3 separate regions of the Mus musculus genome follow, and regions 1 and 3 are each linked to region 2. Evidence: chromatin contacts called from public promoter capture Hi-C data. All regions are on one chromosome and are shown on one strand. Each heading gives the region's core, a stretch centred on a gene start, on an enhancer-like site or on the middle of the called end of the contact. The rest is flanking DNA. Distances are from core to core; before and after follow the strand shown.

Region 1 (2,700 bases), core at 106-2,605, 68 kb after region 2:
ACATTTAGAGCTATAGTCTTGTTTTGGCAGTCCCAAGACTACTTGTGTGTGTCGCAATCTACTTTGCAGAACCAGAGCTGTTATTGACCAGGAAGGCCATTAAGGAAAGCCTTTTAGTTCATTTTAAGTCAAAAGATTCTTTAAGCTTGTGCATTTAAGAGATATACTCATGTCTGGGAAATCTGCATAGCATACCATTTGCAAATCTGTTGGCTCATTGGGTGAGATAGGGGTCTTGGGTTTGCAGAAAGCTTCGATGTGCCACTGTTTATCCTGCTATTCCATGAGAAGCCCAGAAACCCGAACCACATATGCGTGCAGGGGGAAAATGAATCAAAGCAGTTCTCTCAGATGCTTATGTGATGTGGTATTCCTGAAAAGGTAGCCTTGAAAAGAGTAACAGAAACCAATTGTAGTTATTAGAAGCAACCAGGAGCTGTCAGTGTTGCTTAGAGCTTATCTGTACTCCATTCAGAAGCTCTCGTGCATAGCTGAGACTGAGACAACACTAGTCTGAACACATCTTGGTGAGTTAACATCAGAATTAAGAAAATGCTTGAGCTGGTGAGATGATTCAGTGCATAAGGATGCTGCCAGGTGGAAGACCCAAGGTCTAGCTCTAGAACGCACATAACAGGAAGAAAGAATGAACCCGGCCTCTCCAGTTGGCCCCGACCTTTACAGAAACATCATGCACACACAAATTAAATCCATGTCAAAATTTCCTTAGCCATGTATAGTTTCACATGCTTTTAACACCCACACTTGAGGGGCAGAGGCAGGTGAGTCACTGTGAGTTCAAGAACAGTCTGGTTGACATAGTGAATCCCAGGCCAGCCAGAGCCTCAGCGTGAGACCTTATCTCAAAATCTAGTCTTCTAAATTTTCAGTCTGTAGTTTATTTTTAGTTTGAGAAAATATAACATACTTTTCAAAACATGGGGTAGGAGCTAGGAGTGTAGCACCTAGTGCTTGCCTAGTATGGTCTCCAGCACCCCAAGACAAACAAAAATCTGAAGACAGGGAATAACAACTTACTTGTTCTCATTTTAGCTCTTCCGTTGCTTGGTTTTTAAATTACTTCATCAAATCCAAGCACTTCCTAGATATGTATCCAACTCTTTGGGGTCTTTGTTAGCAATACATTGACATATGAAGGTACACACTGAAGGGGCTCTTTGACCAGACAGAACCCTGTGTGACTGTGAATGAGTGGCCTGATCAAGAGAGGAGAGAGCCTACAGGAAGAGGAGGCCACAGGTAAGTAGCTTTGTTTGATAAGGAGTCCTCTGCCACCAGTCGCCCAGTGCCTTTATGAAGCAACCCCTGCAGTAAAATACAGGTATTTCATCTCATCCCGAGTTCCCTTAGCAGTGACTCACCACTTCCTGTTTGTTTTTAGAACACAAGAAATGCTTCAGCTAAAGAGAGAGGAACCTGTTAGCTGTAGGTTAGAAAATGTGGCAGATGGAAATTCAGGGGATCCCAGAATCGTGTGTGGTTAAAACAACTCTTTCTTTTTGCCAATGTTACATGCACAGAAATGCTGACCAGCAGCGAAGCCTAGGTAGCTGGGTGTAGTCTCCTAGTTTTGCTTTTAAATTTATAATACTGCTCTTGTTTTCTTAATTTGAACATTAAGTTCACAAATGCCTGTTAATAGAACTATATTTCAGCCGGTGGTGGTGACGAACACCTTTAATCCCAGCACTTGGGAGGCAGAGGCAGGCGGATTTCTGAGTTCGAGGCCAGCCTGGTCTACAAAGTGAGTTCCAGGACAGCCAGGGCAATGCAGAGAAACCCTGTCTCAAAAACAAAACAAAAAACAAAAAACAAAAAAACCCTATATTTCACATTAGGTCATGCAACTTTATTTAATCATCTGTTATTTCCAGCATGTTGATTAGTCTTCGTTCCTGAGTTTGGTTTAGAGCTTTATAATTATAGAAGGGAAAGTTACTAAATATGTAACAGAGAGTTCCAGTGTAAATATGTAATACAGAGACTCACAATGTAAATATGTAATAAAGAGCATCCTAATCTAAGTGTGAAATACAGAGAGTCCAAATTTAAACATATAACAGAGTCCCAAGGTGAATCTGTAATCCAGAGAGTTCCAATGAAGATATGTAGTACGTAACATCCTGATGTAAGTATGTAGCACAGAGGGGGCTAGAGAGATGGCTCAGTGGTTAAGAGCACTGACTGCTCTGCCAGAGGTCCTGAGTTCAATTCCCAGCAACCACATGGTGGCTCACAGCCATCTGTAATGGGATCTGATGTCCTTTTCTGGTGTGTCTGAAGGCAGTGACAGTGTACTCATATACATAAAATAAACTAAAAAATAACATAGTAACATAGAGAGTCCCAATGTAAATATATAATACACAGAGTCTCAATGTAAATATGTAACACAGTGTCCCAATGTCTAGGTACCCAAAGATTCTGAAAGCAAAGAAGATAAGCATGAGCAGGTGCTGGGCTCCACGTCAAACATGTGGCAGACACTGGGTCTTGTCCTGTGTAGTGTGGTTTAACGGTGGGACTTAGGCTGAGCAGTGCGACATTGAGTAGATCACCTATAGTGTAAAATTAGTACAGTCATGGCTTTGACAGCAGATACTTACATTTCTTATCCCTGGTTCTTACTGGCTTGGTTTTTAATTTTAGGGTGGAGATGGCGATTGTGAGGGGAAGAAT
Region 2 (2,776 bases), core at 204-2,703:
CAGGCATAGGCTTATGGCCTATGTTATTAAAAAACAACAAAACAACAACAACAAAACAAACAAAGCAACTGTAGTTGTGGGTGGCTGTAAGCCACAATGAGGGTGCTGGGAACTGAACCCATATCCTCTGGAAGAGCAGCCAGTTATCTTAACTCCCGAGCCATCTCTCTAGCCCCCATGCTCTCATTTCTAGACCAACCACTGCAGTACACAACCAAGGAACCAAGGATGTAGCTCACTGAAGCCTCCGCAGTGTTTTTAAGAGTCAAGCATCTTTCTCTGGTGATAAGGATGGCAGCAAATTTCCAGGCTCAAATAATTCTCCTGCCTTGACATATGGAGTAGCTGGGACAAAAGGTGTCTGTCACTGTGCCTGGCACATCAAATGTCCTCAGAGTCTGATCAGCTGAAGCTAGAATCAGAATTACCAGGGACCTTGACTCTGGGTATCTGAGGTTTCACTTGGGAACCTGCCACTGCAGTATCAGTCAGGGTATGGCATCTGTATCCTGGGACTCAGCTCTGGTCGCTGTTATCCAGTTAACTTGCTGACTGCTGGGGGAAAGCTGTTTCTGTCTTTGGATTCTCATGTTTGGTTCAGATGTTCCAAGCCGTAGTGTCAGCACTGTGTCTTCCTGAGGTGAGAGCACCCAGCTTGGTGCTGGTCCTCACTGCTCTGGCATTTGCGGACTGGATTGTATTTCTGCCTGCTGGGATCCTAACACTGCCACAGAAGCCACAGAAGGGAGCAAGCAAGCAGTTGTAGGCCAGCTTGGCCGTGTATGACCCTGGGGGAGCGGGAGGGAAGGATCTGCAATAGTAAACAGTATATAATGAACTTCCTTGAAGCCCACTCACCACTTAAGACCTTCACTAGATCTGGAGGTCCTGAGTTCTAGGCTTTCTTCTGACTCAAGCTTACATTTTATATTTTTACATTTATTTACTTGCTTGGTGTGTGTGTGTGTGTGTACATCAAAGTACCACAACTTGCATGTAGAAGTCAGAGGACAGTTTTCAGGAGTTGGTTCTCTCCTTCCACCATGAGGGTCCCTCACAAAGTCCTTTAGAGTGGGGCATCCTGGGCACGAAACAAAATGCCTTGTATGTACTGATTGGATGATGAATACAGCAAGATAGGAGAACACAACCTCAGTGAAGATGTTGAGATAACAGTGGATCCATAAAAGAGAGGACCTCACTCCCAAGGGACAGCCACAGAACTTAGGGCAAACCTCAGGTGTGGCTGAGGATAGACAGATGCCCGGTGAACGACCCAGGGCAAAAAGGGCACTGCAGAGTCCCAATGGGCACCTAGCTGCCAGCTCTATGCTGGCGGGCCTCAAGCTCCCCAGCAGTTGCCACACACGCTGGGTTGCACTAGACCTCCGTGCCCCGCGAGGGCGCTCCAGATAAGTCCTCCAGAGCACTCGCCCTCAGCCGTGGTCGCTCTAGCCGTGCGGCGGCGGCGCGGGGCGTGTCGGGAAAGCGGCGGGCTGGTGCGATCCTTAGCGGCGGCAGCGGCTGCGGCAGCGGGAGCCATGGTGGGTGGCGAGGCCAGCGCCGCGGTGGAGAAGCTAGTTTCCGGCGTGCGGCAGGCCGCCGACTTCGCCGAGCAGTTTCGTTCCTACTCGGAGAGCGAGAAGCAATGGAAAGCGCGCATGGAGTTCATCCTGCGCCACCTGCCTGACTACCGAGACCCACCCGACGGCGGCGGCCGCCTGGACCAGCTGCTGTCCTTATCCATGGTCTGGGCCAACCACCTCTTCCTGGGTTGCAGGTGCGGACCCCCGACAGCTGGCTGACCTTGTCCCCATCAGTCGATCCTCAGCTTGGGCATATACACTGCTCCACGCTGAACCTGGCGCCAGCCTCCTACTGATCCCCTCTTAGCATTCCCTCGGGAAAAAAATCTCTCCTCTGAGCCTCGCTTTTCTCTTGTGAATGAGTGGTTGGGATGACTACAGCAGCTGAATGATAGGGCGTGCAGTGCAGGTGTGCTCCAAGGCGGCCGAATTGCAATGGTCATTGTTATTACTGTTTATTAGCCCAGAGGACTTCCTTTCCAGAGTGTGTTTGAAGTCTATTAGCTCCTGTCGCCCACGTGACAAAAGTGCAGACTCTTCCTCTAGATGAAGACACCTAGCAAGAGGATGTGATGTATCTCACCATTGGTGGGTTTCACGCTAAGGCAGGATGTAATCTTTTCTCCCCTTTCTCTTCTTGGCTTCCCTCTTAGGAAAGTAACCCATGCTATCTTGTTGCTGTCCTAACTCCCCGCCCTCCCCAGTCTTTGTGATCACACCTGGAAGGCAAGAGCCTGGCCTTGAGATATTCCACCTGGAAATGACACCAGGTTTTTATACTCCCTTGTGATTTTTAATTTTTTTTTAAAGATTTATTTATTTATTATATGTAAGTACACTGTAGCTGTCTTCAGACACTCCAGAAGAGGGAGTCAGATCTTGTTACGGATGGTTGTGAGCCACCATGTGGTTGCTGGGATTTGAACTCCGGACCTTCGGAAGAACAGTCGGGTGCTCTTACCCGCTGAGCCATCTCTCCAGCCCGTGATTTTTAATTTTTGAGGCAGTCTTCCCTTATAACTGAGACTGGCCTCCAGTTTACTGTGTAGCCCAGGCAATCCTAGAACTTGATCCACCTAGGCAACCACGTCCTGAGAGGCATGCATGGCCAGGCTCTTCCAGGCTTCTAGAGTTTCGTGAGGTTGTGTTAGAACAGGAGACCCTCACTCATACCTGATTTTGTAGTGGTC
Region 3 (2,700 bases), core at 21-2,520, 98 kb after region 2:
TGCTTTTCCCTCCTTTTCTTTTGATTTTAAACACATTCGTGGAGTTTTAACTACCCCAAAGCTTTTCTAAAGCTTGTGCTAATATCACATACACTTCTAAAATTCAATGCTGCTGTGTAATACTTGGGTGTCAGGAGCCATGTGGCTAGCACAGCTCTGCTGCTTTCTGCATGTGTTGGAGCATCAGAGGGACTGTGAATTATACTGAGAAGGGAGCAGAGCCAAGCAGGTTGGTGCATACCATTAATCCCAGCACTTGGTAGGCAGAGGTAGGCAGATCTCTATAAGTTAGAGGCCAGCTTGGTTTACAGAATGAGTTCCAGGACAGCCAGGGCTACATAGTGAAACCATGGTTTCAAAAAAACAAAACAACCAAAAAAAAAAAAAAAAAAAAACACCAACAAACAACAACCAAAACAAAAATCCCAAAATCTTGTAATTTCTTTCTTTCTTTCTTTCTTTCTTTCTTTCTTTCTTTCTTTCTTTCTTTCTTTTTTTTTTTTTTGGTTTTTTGAGACAGGGTTTCTCTGTGTAGCCCTGGCTGTCCTGGAACTTACTTTGTAGACCAGGCTGGCCTCGAACTCAGAAATCCACCTGCCTCTGCCTCCCAAGTGCTGGGATTAAAGGTGTGCGCCACCACTGCCCGGCTTTGTAATTTCTAAGTTTTCTAATTTTTCTTTGTCACCTTTTGAGTAGTGACTGTCTCTACTGTTCTCTACACCTTAATGTCTGCCCTACTTTTATTATTTTTTTCTACTCTGTTTTAATATCCTCTCCCCTACCACATGCAAAGTCTTACTTTTATAGCCTAGACTGGCTTTTAATTCAGTGTGTAGCCCAGGTTGTTGTAGTAAATTTCCAACCCCAATAAGCCCATGCAAAAACCACACAACTCAGTTATTATATGTATAACCTGTAGGCCTAGGTTGGGCAAATCTACTATTACACTAATCTGTTTGCAGCTATGAGATCCCTTGTTATTTGTAGCTTCTCTAGGCCATGTGGTTCTGCTCCATCTTTCTTCTGTTTCTTTTCCCTTCCTCTCTTCTCTAAAACCTCCAGCCCCACCTTTCCCTTCTACTGCCCAGTCACAGGCTCTAGCCTTTATTTGACCAGTTAGACTGGGGAGATGCTTATGTGGGGTCACCTCAGTAATCCACTCCTCCAGGGAGCCCCTCTTGAAGAAGCAGAATTAACATCAGAATACAAACGGCACCAGAGCAACCCACACCACCAGGCTAGCCTCAAGCTGCCGAGCCTAACTGCGGAAATCAAAGGTACACAGAGCCTCACTTAACCGCTTCTGCTTATTTCTACCGTAGTTCACTGAATAACAGCTCATGTGCATTTCTGTTAATAAGAAGCATGTTGATGCCACAAATTTGCCTCTAGGAACAACTTTAGCTTTATCAGACAAGGTTTAATACATATCCTTTTCATTATTGGTGAGAGTATATTGTAGTTTCTACTCCAGTGACTTCTCTGCACTGTGTGTTATTTGTAGATGCACATTTCTTAACTTATAGCCACACGGGAGCATTTGAAGTTGATAGTGTAATTAGAGGATGGTCAGAGACTCTGCTCAGTAGTATTTTGCTCCTTTAAAATGTATTTAATTTGGTTTAAATAGCAGCATACAGTAAGTGTTTGAACTTGAAAAACACATGCATTCTGTAGTTGCTGTGTGCAGTATCCATTAGGTCAAGAGTGGACTTGCCTCCTTCTGGTCTGCATATCATTTTTTGACCATTTGACATGTGCATAGTCTAACAGTTTTGAGGGGTAATTGTTAAAAATTTCCAAGTATGATTTGTAGTGAGAGCTCTGGAGTTTTGGTCTCTTTAAACACAGTACTATAAGAATCTGCTTTCATTCTAATCACAGGTGTAGGGATGTAGGGCTGCTTTAGACTGTCCACAGCAGCTGACTAGGAGTTGCCTCATGCGCTAGCAGATAGTCAGCTGTAGGTTGTTTCTGCGATTGTGTGACATAAGGAATTCTGGGAACTTTTCAGAGGCTACATAAATGCTAGGGCCCCCAAGGCAGTATTGGAGGTTGTTGGTCATTCAGATTGCAGTTTGTTAGTAGTCAAAGAAGAAACAAGAAGAACTAGATTCAGGAGTCAATCTCCCCCTCCCCCCTCCCCCTCCCCCTCCCTCTCTCCCTCTCCCTCCTCCCCCTCCCTCTCTCCCTCTCCCCTCCCCTCCCCTCTCCCTCTCTCCTGTATTCTTTCTCTTCTATCTAGTGATAAGGATGAAACCAGGGGAATAGAGTGGAAAAAGAAGAACCCATGAAGTAGCTAAATCCAGATATAATAATTGTGGATTTGTCTGTTTAATTTTTTCACATTTTTAAGTTTTAATGTTGTGTCTATATAAATAGAGGCCCAAGACAGCTTTTCGGCGTTGTTCGTCTCCTTCCCCAATGTGGCTCCTGGGGCTTGAACTAAGGTCACTAGGCTCAGGCTTTATCCACTGGTCCATCCTGCTGTCCGGTTCTTTTAAAGCATCGTCGAGGCATTTCATATTAGGTTCGTAGAATTTGCTATATTTTCTTGTTGAACTGCACCTCTTCACATGTGTTTGACTTACCAGAGCAAATCTAGTTTGTGTTTTATTCTTGAGGCTCAGTGAAACAGCTCAGAATGCTCTCCCACTGCTCTCCCCGCTCTCGTGCTAACGGTGCCATGCGTCTTCCTTA

The links. Promoter capture Hi-C pulls out the DNA fragments that hold promoters and counts their contacts.
Region 1: a contact with region 2 is called in a promoter capture Hi-C map of the HPC-7 cell line. The contact joins the enhancer-like site here to the promoter of Cdkn2aipnl in region 2. A contact is called at or near these places in 6 of 39 promoter capture datasets (the C10 cell line, the HPC-7 cell line, hematopoietic stem and progenitor cells and 2 more), 3 of 484 Hi-C or Micro-C datasets (the N1E-115 cell line, embryonic stem cells and pro-B cells), 3 of 115 datasets of contacts at active chromatin or transcription factors (CD8 T cells, the SCID.adh cell line and embryonic stem cells) and 3 of 9 other capture datasets (adipose tissue, liver and pancreatic islet).
Region 3: a contact with region 2 is called in a promoter capture Hi-C map of the HPC-7 cell line. The contact joins the enhancer-like site here to the promoter of Cdkn2aipnl in region 2. A contact is called at or near these places in 4 of 39 promoter capture datasets (the C10 cell line, the HPC-7 cell line, cranial neural crest and 1 more), 3 of 484 Hi-C or Micro-C datasets (B cells, the HL-1 cell line and the N1E-115 cell line), 3 of 115 datasets of contacts at active chromatin or transcription factors (CD8 T cells, embryonic stem cells and pancreatic cancer cells) and 1 of 9 other capture datasets (pancreatic islet).

Annotation. Positions count from the first base shown.
Region 1 is chr11:52,034,761-52,037,460 of GRCm38.p6, forward strand. All of the region lies in intron 12 of Cdkl3 (cyclin-dependent kinase-like 3), which reads left to right. Among named protein-coding and RNA genes, the nearest start is that of Cdkl3, 32 kb to the left of the region's middle. Within about 2 kb of position 1,356, at least 51 of the 459 cell types and tissues checked have an H3K27ac peak or open chromatin away from gene starts, as enhancers often do. A contact at or near this core is called in CD8 T cells, the HPC-7 cell line, the N1E-115 cell line and 3 more, where this site is marked.
Region 2 is chr11:51,966,178-51,968,953 of GRCm38.p6, forward strand. Cdkn2aipnl (CDKN2A interacting protein N-terminal like) reads left to right here and starts at 1,454. Exons shown (of 3, transcript NM_029976.3): 1 at 1,454-1,780. The coding sequence starts at 1,542.
Region 3 is chr11:52,064,746-52,067,445 of GRCm38.p6, forward strand. All of the region lies in intron 13 of Cdkl3 (cyclin-dependent kinase-like 3), which reads left to right. Among named protein-coding and RNA genes, the nearest start is that of Ppp2ca, 33 kb to the right of the region's middle. Within about 2 kb of position 1,271, at least 83 of the 459 cell types and tissues checked have an H3K27ac peak or open chromatin away from gene starts, as enhancers often do. A contact at or near this core is called in B cells, CD8 T cells, the HPC-7 cell line and 1 more, where this site is marked.